Regions from separate parts of the Sus scrofa genome. Here region 1 is linked to region 2. A link is a contact called in public HiChIP or PLAC-seq data. All regions are on one chromosome and are shown on one strand. The core of a region is the stretch at or near the end of the contact, and the rest is flanking DNA. Distances in the headings are between cores, read along the strand shown. Region 1 has its middle 110 kb from the start of CREB1. Region 2 overlaps KLF7 (Kruppel like factor 7).

Region 1 (5,864 bases), core at 1,592-4,091, 250 kb after region 2:
AAACATATTGAAGGAAATAAAGAACGGTTTGCATTCAAAGCACTTGTGCTCAAGAGTTCAAATCTCTTTTCAAGCATGATTGTGCTCGGTCTTCAGAGAGAACATAGTACTTATCACTTATGTTTCTTTTCTTCTTTTTTTTTTTTTTTTTTGGCTTTTTGGCTTTTTGGCTTTTTGGTTTTTTGGCTTTTTGCCTTTTCCAGAGCTGCACCTGCGGCATATAGAAGTTCCCAGGCTAGGGGTCTAATGAGAGCTGTAGCCGCTGGCCTACACCACAGCCACAGCAACGCCAGATCCGAGCCGTGTCTGCAACCTACACCACAACTCACGGCAACGCCAAATCCTTAACCCACTGATCGAGGCCAGGGATGGAAACTGCAACCTCATGGTTCCTAGTTGGATTCATTAACCACTGAGCCACGACAGGAGCATCTTTATCACTTATCTTTGAAGCTACCAAAACTGAGTCGGCAGAGTCAAATACCCAGTTTAGCCAAATAGAATTTGCTATGAACCTACACACACACACGCACACATATATATATGTAATTATTATCATGACTATTATTCAACATCATTTCTATTGCTAACACAACCCACTGTGCAGAATTCAGCCAGTACCTGAAATGCAGCCAGGGATACAGTGTTTAATAAAAAAATAATTCTGACACCACGGTGCTTCCAGTTTTTGGAAACCTTAAAATAAATCCCAAATTTATTTCTAATGGAAATAAATCACAGAATCCAAGGTACAAAATTATTTCCACAACTCCTCCAAGAAACATCAGAAAAGCCCTTGCCAACTCCTGGCTATTCGGGATACTGTTGTACAAAAGAGGAGCTTTTTAAAAGAATAACCCTTATCTATCCTCATGAAAGGCTAATAAGTAGGCATTACCAGGATCTAAAAAGAACATGTTCAATTTCAAATCTTCTCAAAACCTTCTGGATATATTTACTCACTTCCACAATTAGCAGGTGTTTGAAGCCCTGAAAATTTTCTCACTGCTCTAATTTTATGGTTAATGACATAGATACAGATACAGACAGACAGATCTGAAGAGCTATGGAGCTGGATAGATATATATTGCCTCTCCCCATAACCAGATTAAGCTACTCATGAATCCTAACTGCAGCTAGAGCGTCCCTGTATCTCCCAGGTAGATAACCACTACAGTTTGTTCATGGAGAGGGCTTGTGTTGATTGGTGACTCAATGTAAATATACAAGCTAATTCTGAGTGGATGGAAAAGTAATGGTGAGCTCAATAAATCACCCCACATCCTTACCTTTCTAGTTGTAAAAAAATTGAAACTGTAGAGACTGTAAAAAGATCAGGAGTTTCCAGGGATTTGGGGACAAGGGAGGAATTATGAATAGGTGGAACATAAGAGATTTTTAGGGCAGCGAAAATACTCTGTACAACACTATGATGATGGATATACGTCATTATACGTTCATCCCAAACCATAGAATGTACACCACCAAGACTGAACCCTAATGTAAACCCCTGGACTTTGGGTGATAATGATGTGTCCATGTGGGCTCATCAGTTGCAACAAATGTATCACTCTGGTGTGGGATGTTGATAATGGGGAAGGCTGTGAATGGGGGGATGAGAAATCTCTGCAACTTCCTCTCAATTTTGCCATGAACCTAAAAACTGCTGTAAAAAAAAATACAAATCTTAAAAAAAAAAAATGTTCCTTCCTAATTCTGTGTAAAGACGCGCATGCTGGTGCCATGTCCAACTTCGAAAGGAAGGCAGGTCTGCTGTACTGGGGATGTTCCCTGGAGCTACCCAGCAGTAATGAGCCTTTCAAAACCTTTCAGGGAGACAGGAGGGCAAGGGAGCAAGAGAAATGACGCTGCTGTGACAAGTAGAGGAGCAACTCCACAGTCCATAGTTATGTAGGTTGTAGATCCTCCCCCCCCACCCCGCCCCAGTGGTTTAAAGTGATATAATTGGAGCTATATTTGACATCAGAGCAATCTGGGTTCAAGTCCCAATTCTGTCTCTTACCAGATGGATGTACCTGAGCATATTAAATCTTTCGAATCCTTATCTTCATCATCTGTAAAAATAGGTGGAATAGCAGCTTTGTTGTGAGAATTACATATGCCGATTCACTCAAAGTGCGTCAAGAGGAAGTGAACATTCAAATATTGTTAGTTTCTTTGCCGCTCTGACTTCCTCCTCTACCAGAGCATGGTTTTTCCATCAAAGCAGGGCTGCGAGATCACTAAATGACCCTACTTCTCTGTCACAATGTTTCTCAACTTTTAAAAATCCACATGCCTCTTGACCATATAAAGTTTCACTTTCCCACTTTCCATGTTGAGATTTATAGATTTGACCCCTAAAATAGGCTGGGAAATTAAAAAGGCAAATAATACATGAATATTCCCCAAATCTCTCTCCCTAAACCACAGAGAGCTCTGTGGCCGAGCCCACATGTCTGCATGTGGGTGAGTGTGGGTGTGTTTCAGAGTGAAATTTTCATTTGCTGCTCTCTGGTTACTCAGCCCCCGCCAGAAGAATTCAATTATTCCCAGAAGTCAGACACAAGTCAAGTCAGCTGTTTTGCTTAAAGAAACAAGATACATCTTAAAGCCCCAAACAGAAAAGTGGAAAAGAAGAGATTATTTGGGTGGCTACAAATCACTAAAGTTCTTGCCAGCAACGAGTGGCAGGCTCTCACCATCTGATTGTTTTTCAAGAAATGCAAAGACACATCACCTTGCTCTGTGATTTATCAGCAAGCCAGCTTACTAGGTGTTTGCATCAGACTGTGTGGACCCAGCACAGGGAAGTGCAGGGAGGAAGTGAAACAGGCATCTTTTAGATTTCCTTTGCTTCTGATTCTGCCTTCATCCTGGCAGGAATCCGCCAGCCTTGCTCAAATGCATTACCCAATTTGTACTATTCGTGAGACAAAGGGAGCCATGCAGCTTCAGGTGCCTGTTGCAGTCACGGGGCTAAGCAACGTCAAGAGAACATTTCCACAATTATCTGCTAGTCTGTGACCGAGAGAAGGGCACAGCAAAGTCTGGCCTACCTCCAAAGAAGTCTCATTGGGGCTGTGGGGAGATGGTGGGAGAAAAAGTTTTGGGGAAAAAATGTGTATTCAAAATAATTTTTAAGAATGTAAAAAAAATCAAACTACAATCCCACAGCCTATCTGTGACTGGATATCCCAGGTTACCTCTTTCATATTCTGCAATTTTACTTTCTTGATATAAGCTACATTCTTCTAAATTGGTTTGAGCCAATGCTAATCACATATGCACACATGTACAGCCACATTCAAAGAGTTAAAAAAAAAAAAAAACCACCTCTTTTCTAGTCATTAAATCTGGGCTATAGTAATGAATAGATATCTCAGGGTAACCTTCCAGGATTTGTGACTTTTTTCTTTCTGAAACATACCATTTTGACACACATAGGTCATTCTTTGGCAGAGAAAGCAGAGCTCAGCAACTGCTTTATCAGAAGAACTCACAGGCATTAATTTCTAACAAAGCTAACCCATCTCCATGCTGAGCAACACAATACACCCAGATACCCACACAGGCACGGGTGTGTGCTCGAGGTCCTTCCCGTCTGGGTCTGGGAGAAATAGACCAAACGCGTTCACCCACATTTACATTTTCTATACTCACAACAACCAATTAGAACCACAGTCTCACTTTTCATTCCATCCTTTGACCCATCTTCCAAAAAGAAAACCCACTTGTACAGGGAAAGTGTGGAGCCATACCTAGAAATAGATACTGGGGCTACATTAACATTTTGCCTTTGACCTGACTTAAGAGCAGCTACAAGCAAAGTTGGAAAAAAGAGTCGCTCCCTCTTTCATCATGTCTGGCTGTCTTCTCTCCACATTTAATGCTAAGGATACAAGATGAACCAGACAGGCCCAGTTCTGCTCTCATCGAATTAACAGCAGAAGCAGACAAGTCAAGAGGCAATTTCGGAACAGTGTGGTAAGTGAAAAAAGAGGAGTTAAGGATGCCCTTGGAGTGCCAGGGGAACACCTAAGCCTGGAAGGTGATTGGAAGTTAAACCAAAGAGAGGAGGAGAGTGGAGGCCAGGGTCAGAAAGGAGAGCCCTTCTGGATCCTTGTGGCTGGGGTATATGAAGCATTCCACAGGGGTGTGGTGAGCCATGTAAGGCTGCAGGGCTAAGTGTGGATCAGATAACGAAAGGCCTTATAAACCAGAATAAAGATCTGGGGAGTCAGAGAAGTACTTTAAGCAGGCGGAGTGACATGATCAGATCTGCTGTTTAGGAAGAGTCCTTTGTCTGCAGGAGAGAGAAAAATTGGAGAGTGGTGCAGTGAAAAGCGGGGAGAGCAGTTAGAAGGCAGCTGAAGTAGTCCACAGGAGAGCTGATGGCAGCCTGGCTTACAGACCTGACCCTGAACAAGGAGAGAAGTGGACGGATTCAAGAAGCCAAATCCCTTCCCTCAAACAGGTGAACAGAAGGACGCCGACAGGCGAGACGTGACTTGTGCCTCATGTCCTTCCAATACGAGTCAGCATTTCACATTTTCTCTTTGAAAATCACCATCTCTCATTTATCTTCTTCACTTAAAATCTTGGTAATTGAAAGAAATATGAAATCTTTCATTTATTTTGAACCCAGAAAGGTCAAACTGTCCTGGCCAATGTGAACAGTTCATTTGGTAATCATCCAGTGCCTATTTGCCACAGGCCCTGCATGGCCACTGGTTCACTCCTGGCATTTGTTCATCAGTCCACTTTGTCAAAGTGAATGAGTGAGCAAATGGCAATCAATGTCCCCAATAAAAGTTTTAGGAGATAATTACAGTGACGGGAAATGCAGTCATTACAACAGTCATGCTGGGTCTGTTGTGATGCTACTAATCACACCACTTTTCTGATTTCATGTAAATTGCAGGTACCTTTACTCCTGTAGGAATCTCTATTAATAGATAATATCATTATGCTAATAGCTGCTTAAAGTATAATTTAAAAATTTTACGTGATCTAAGCCAGATATTTTAAAACACTATAATAATCTAACAAATATGAGCCAAAAAATAAACCTTATCACATTTAAGGAAATTATTTTTAAAGAGAGGCACCTGCAATTTACCCATTAAAAAACAGAGTTATACTACATGGAACTGAGTGATTAAATGTATGCATTTTTTTTTCAATTATCCAACAAAATAGGAAGCCCAAATGCTCCACTATCTGATATCCTGTTTATTGCTAATGGACAAATGTTTATACACGCACACTACACTTAGAGAATAATCACAGGTATGCCACCTTTTATTCATTCATTCAACAAATATTAACTAGGCCCTCACCCTAGCCTGATACTATGCTAAATACTGAGGATCTAAGAAAAGAATAGAACATGCTGACAGGCCAGAAGGGGTAACATATTCAAATAAATACGATGTTGACATATATGCCAAACAGGGGCAAGAGCAAGCACTAGAATCCCAGAGAGGAAGATGCCTTTAATTCAGTCAGGGAGGGCTTCCTAGAGGAGGTTTTTGTTTGTTTATTTGTTTGTCTTGTTTTTTTGGCTGCCCCTACCCACATGCCTAAGTTCCTCGGCCAGGAATCAAACCCAGCCACAGCAGTGACACTCCTGGATTCTTAACTGCCAGGACATCAGGAAACTCCAAGGAGTTAATGGTTTTTAAGGCGGCTCCTAGAAAAAAAGTCAAGACCTTGGCAGACAAATCCAAACAGTCAGGGGATAATCAGGAAAAGAATAAAAGGCTGTTCAAGGGTTCAAAGGTCCAAAAAGGAACCGTGTGATGTGGGAGCTGCAAGAATAGAGCACAAGGCTCTTTAGAGAAGGGTCAGAAGACTGCTAA
Region 2 (5,772 bases), core at 1,336-3,835:
TCGTGACTGAGAAGCCCAGTGGGTTTCAACATTTCAAAGCAGGTTTGAGGAGAATAAAACACTGAACCTAACTCATGACAGAGAGGATGTATCAACTGGTGACAAGAATCACACTTTTAAGACCTGGAAAGTGATTTCTATGAAGATTTTAAACAAATATTCACTTTTGCTTGACTTTTACTGCCAGAAAATATTAGGGTGGAAGGTTATTTAAGAGAGAATAAATTTTGTCTAAAAATAGGAGGTAAGCAAGTATATGCTATGAGCAAAAATCTCTTATTGCATTTTTTAGCTATTAGGTTAAAAGAAAAAAAAAAAAAAACCCACATCAATAGCACACCCCAGAGGTACAACAACATTACACATCGCTGTCAGAACTGCTGAACACCACGAAATGACCACAGCACTGTAGCCAGCGTAAGAGCACATTCCTTCCCACTGTTCCTCACATCAGCTGGCTGCTGGAGCTGAAACCAAATTAAATTTTTCCCTCCAGTAATGTGTATATTCTGAGAGACAATGCTGTGAAAATTAACTGAATTCTACACAAATATGAAAGTTGGGAAATTTCTACCCAAATCTCTTCAGCGTTTCTCCACCCCAAAACTATTTTCAACATGCAAAGAAAATATTTGTTGTATATTTTTCCTGGGGGAGGCTGAGGAGGAAGGAGACAAGATTAAAGGCCTAGGGAGAGGATGATGTCTTTGAAATAAGTAGCCTCAAATACCCCTTTCATCTCCCATGGATTCCTTCATTGCAGCGCATTTAAAAAAAAAAACAAAACAAAAAAAACCCTCCCCCTTAAACAACTCAAATCCAAATTAAGCGTTGAGTTTTAAAGTCATGTAACTTGGCAGAGTTGGAGCCCAGGTCTTCTGCTGTTTGTGGTTTTTTTTTTTTTTTTGGTTTTGGGGGGTTTTTGTGTGTGTGTGTGTGTGTTTTGTTTTGTTTTGTTTTTTGCTTTTTAGGGCCGCACCCATTGCATATGGAGGTTCTCAGGCTACAGGTCTTATAAGAGCTATAGCTGCCATCTTACGCCACAGCCACAGTCACAGCCACGCCAGATCTGAGCCGAGTCTTCGACCTGCACCACAGCTCATGGCAACATCGGATCCTTAACCCACTAAGCGAGGCCAGGGATCGAACCCACAACCTCATGATTCCTAGTCAGATTTGTTTACACTGAGCCCTGACAGGAACTCCTCTTCTGCTCTTTGAAGGAAGGCATGGGGTCCCCCATACTTCCAACAACTTGGAAAAGCATTTTCCTCCTTCACAGTGTCTATGATCCTTAATTAAGTGTCCACTAGGGATAAGGTGGACGAAAGACCCTTCTACCTCAGCTCAGGGTTATTTTTCCATATGTTACTTCTCAGAATATATTAAGTCTACTGCTCTGGCCTCTACCCACAATGACTGCACCTAATCCCCATCAGCCCTTAAGGAGAGTCACTCGCTATAACTTGGCCACTGGACTGTAGCTATATTCAACTTCTGAGAGGTGGCGAGATACCACTGCTTACTACAGTTGCGTTGCATAAGATGCCTGGGTCCACTATCACCTTATCTCCCAAAGAAGCCTCAGTTTAGCCTGACACACACTGGAGGAAATCCCAGTTGTTACCTTATAGAATGAAAACAAGTTTCATTAGTGTCTCTGATTTGGTCATTCCACTTTCACAGACAAAATAAAATCTATGTCCTAGTAGTCAATGAAAAAATCATCCTACACTAGAGCGAAGACCTACATCTGGGCTGAAAGTGTGGTTTAAGAAAGAGAAAAAAAATGCAGAAGAGACATCCCTAGAGGAAAAACCCATTTCCTCTAGGGATGGAGAGCACCAACTAGATCTTGCTTGGGAAAGAGGGCACCCCATCCCAGTGGCTCACGAGAACCCAAGGACTTGGGAGAGAAGCGATGCTGCCCAAGAACAATGATCCTGACAGTTGTTCAGCTTCACCATTAATTTTCCATAAAGAGCAGTTTTTGAGACGAGGGCTTGTGTCAGAAGGGGCCTGATGCTTCGGAAACCTGTAATTATTCCTGGCTCCCCACCCCCCACAGCCTCTGCACCTGTGTCAGTTCAAGGCACCAGCTGGCCATGTCTTGCCTCCTGCCTCTTAAAGGGGTGGGCTGGGATGGGGGGGGCAGGGGCAGGGGGGCTGGGGGAGGGGTTTTGAGGGTGGGGGCTGGGCAGGGGAGCCTTCATGGAAAACCCAGACTCACATGACTTGCCTCTTCTTCCAAAATATAAAAACAAAACAAAAATTTTAAACTCACCCATCTCATCCCTTCCCCCAATGGGTCTTGCCAAAGGAAACAAATAAACATTAATTGGCTAGAGAGCCTTCATTCAAACCAAAATTACTGAAAAACACAGTAACAGGGAAAGGTCTGACAAGGGGTTATTAATCCTGTTTTACAACCTGCTCTTGTTCCACCCCCACCCGCTCCCGTTAACTCTGCGCACGCGCGCGCACACACACGCACGCACACACACACACACACACACACACACACACACCCGCCCCAAACTCCCTGGGCCCCTCTGCACTGAGTGGCCAAGACGGGAACATGCCGAACCCATGACATCATCTCCCCTTCCTCTCCCAAATCACTTGCACAGGCTGACTCAGGCTACTGGTTTTTTTGTTTTTGTTTTTGTTTTTTAAAGCAAGCTCATTTCACTGACTTCCTTCTGGCACGTTGTTATATCCTTCTCAGTTGGGTTAAACATACCCTTCCTCTGCTGCCCATAAAAAAATACATATACATGTATGGTTGCTTTTTTACCCCAAAGCAAGTTTCTCACATGTACAATGTACACTACACACACACACACACACACACACACACACACACACAACTTCTCTCTCTCTCTCTCACACACAAACCCAGTCGAAGCTTGAATTTCCCCAGAACAACAGGTTCATATCCCATTGGGGCCCTCAGTGGCAGATGCAATTTAGTGGCTGGTGATCACAGAGAATATTTTCAAAACCAAGAGAGTTTTCAAGGACTTCCACTGTGGAATGTTAAAGACAATGTGGGGGCCCTAAGAGGAATGTTTGTTCTACTCCTCAGGCTGCAAAAAATGACAGCCAAAAACATAATGAGACCAAGCCCTAAGCCGCTTTTCCTGACATAGATGGTTGCACATTTACTTAATTAATTTCAGGTACTTGGAATCAACTTCCCAAAATATTTAAGGGGGCTGCATGGATGTGCCACTGTGCTGCTCACCACAGTTGAGGAAACTGGCCCTGTGTGTACACTGAGAGGCAGAAGAGAGGGACTTATGGGACAGACTGCTTGCTGGAAGGTGGTCCTTGGTCACTCTTCACAGGGACCTCAGGGCCTCGCTCATGAAGCCCCACACACTCACTAATCCAAATTTATAGGACACTATGAAACTAATTCTCTGGTTCCCCACAGACATCAGCCTCACCAGCATTTAAATGTAATCTTCACTAGAACGTGGGTTCCTCAAAACACCTGGTCCTGTTTTTGACCCATGGCCTGACTCAAGAATTTGTCTTATTGAATGAATGAATGAATGAATGAAGCAACTCAAAACACTTCGGTCCAAACGACAACACATTTGATCACAATTTTGGTCAGAATGGGTCCCAGAAAATGATGACAGCCAAAAATGCTTCCTTCTTTACCAAAAGAATATCAGAAACAGGAGTTCCCGTCGTGGCTCAGTGGTTAACGAATCCGACTGGGAACCATGAGGTTGCGGGTTTGATCCCTGGCCTTACTCAGTGGGTTAAGGATCCGGCGTTGCCGTGGGCTGTGGTGTAGGTTGCAGACTCGGCTCGGATTCCGTGTTGCTGTGGCTCTGGAGTAGGCCGGCGGCTACAGCTCCGATTGGACCCCTAGCCTGGGAACCTCCATATGCCACGGGAGCGGCCCAAGAAATGGCAAAAAGACAAAAAAAAAAAGGATATCAGAAACAATGCGTATGCATGCATTACCAACAACTGTCCTTGGACGATTCAGCGGTATTTAATATTTAATTACAGGTGATTTTACTTGTCTCTTCAATGCTTTCCATTAAAACAAAACAAAACAAAACAAAAAACTTTAACTGCTTACTGTCTGACACACCCAGCATTCCCAAATAAGAGGCACATTTAGACTCCTAAAAGGCCACAGGGCAGCCCTTTGTGGGAAGTAAAACCATCTTCTCATCCCAGAGAGCATCCCTCTCCCTTCTGCCACTTCATCTTTTCTCCTGTGGCCTCCAGAAACCACCAGAAGAGAAGCAATACACACAAGCAATCAAATTGCTATTTTCAATGCTCACTTATTATTGGTAGAAAGAACATGGTCTGGGGAATCAAGTTCAATACCTCCCTTTCCAACACCGCCTCTCCCCCTTCCCCCTAACTCCTCAACCTGAGCAGGGAGTTCATTTCCTTCGCTGCAAAATGGGTGGGCTGTACTCTCAAAGATGCCTTCCAGCTCAAAGTTCTTGCTGACAACCCTTCAATGGCCTGCCATCACGCTTGTTTCCTGGCCATGGCAAATCAGACCCTACATGAACGGGTCTTGCTTTCCTCAGTTCTTACCCCTCCCCTATTCACACACACAGTGCCTGCCATTCCTGCACCCCAGAATTCAGAGCCCCCAGGTCACAGCACACCTAATTTCTTTTCTTATATTATGTTTTGGTTTAACTGCCACCTATTCAGAGATTCCTTTGATCTGCCTAGATAAAACTCACCCAAACAACCTCTTCATTCTCCATCAGACCACCTCCTTTTATTTGCCCTGTAGTTACTTACCAAGCCCTAAAAAGACCTAAATTATCTGTGTGCATGTCTACCGTCTATCTTTCCCTACTATTGGGGAAGTTCCAGAAGAGTAGGGACCTAGTCTTATGCGCCAAGGAATCTCTAGCACCCAGCACAGGGCCTGGAAAAGGCATCCAAACATACTCATTTAATGGGTAAATCAATCAATGAAGCCATTAGTCAATCCCAAATTCCAGAGAGGATGTTAGCTGGTCTCTCCCATCAGGAAATGGATTCTAAAATGTCTACCTTATTAGGTCGAAGGGCTGCATCAACGTTTCTCCTCTGTTCATGGTTTAGCATGGAGAAGGCCCTCATGATTCATCCTCATCAGACTGAGGAAAATGGAGCCTCTTCTCAGGACACAGGGTTCTCACATCTGCCCATTTCAAACAGATGCCAAGAAAGCGTTTCTTCTCAGGAGTTGGTACCACATCATCTATGGTTCAGATGAAAAAAAAGCCACCGTCTCCTGGCCTCCGTGCCAGGTTTATTCACTGGTGCCCTGAGGTTCAACTATTCTATATCATTTCTACCATCCCTGAGAAAGGCACCTCTGGGCACTGGCCCCCGAAGCACCTGAGGGTCACATCCATTTGGTCTCCAATGCTGGCATCCCCACATACACCAGTTCTTCAATGGAAGAGTGCATTCACATCTCGCGGTGAGCAAGGACCCATGTTTTCTGTCACCCTAAACAGACCCACATTCCACTTATACAGATGAGGTCCTTGACATTCCTATTCTGGCCCGTTCTGGGGACTTTTCCATAAATTCCTAAACACAAAGCATTTCATTCTTCTCCATTCCCTTTACGAATTTTACATAAAAAGATATCTCTTCTGAGAGGTGCTATTTATTTCAGGATCATTATTTCACAGATACAGAGCCCTCAAACACTGAGCCTGGAAGTAAGCCAAAATCCAATTAAGAGGGTATGGCGTTTGAACTAGGCAAGAGCTAAGG

The links. HiChIP or PLAC-seq counts read pairs in DNA pulled down with a chosen protein or histone mark.
Region 1: a contact with region 2 is called in an H3K27ac HiChIP or PLAC-seq map of skeletal muscle, with 4 times the contacts expected there. The contact joins two enhancer-like sites. A contact is called at or near these places in 2 of 2 datasets of contacts at active chromatin or transcription factors (alveolar macrophages and skeletal muscle).

The regions. Positions count from the first base shown.
Region 1 is chr15:110,596,555-110,602,418 of Sscrofa11.1, forward strand. No RefSeq gene overlaps it. Among named protein-coding and RNA genes, the nearest start is that of CREB1, 110 kb to the right of the region's middle. Within about 2 kb of position 2,842, at least 30 of the 83 cell types and tissues checked have an H3K27ac peak or open chromatin away from gene starts, as enhancers often do. A contact at or near this core is called in skeletal muscle, where this site is marked.
Region 2 is chr15:110,347,191-110,352,962 of Sscrofa11.1, forward strand. All of the region lies in intron 1 of KLF7 (Kruppel like factor 7), which reads right to left. Among named protein-coding and RNA genes, the nearest start is that of KLF7, 29 kb to the right of the region's middle. Within about 2 kb of position 2,586, at least 38 of the 83 cell types and tissues checked have an H3K27ac peak or open chromatin away from gene starts, as enhancers often do. A contact at or near this core is called in skeletal muscle, where this site is marked.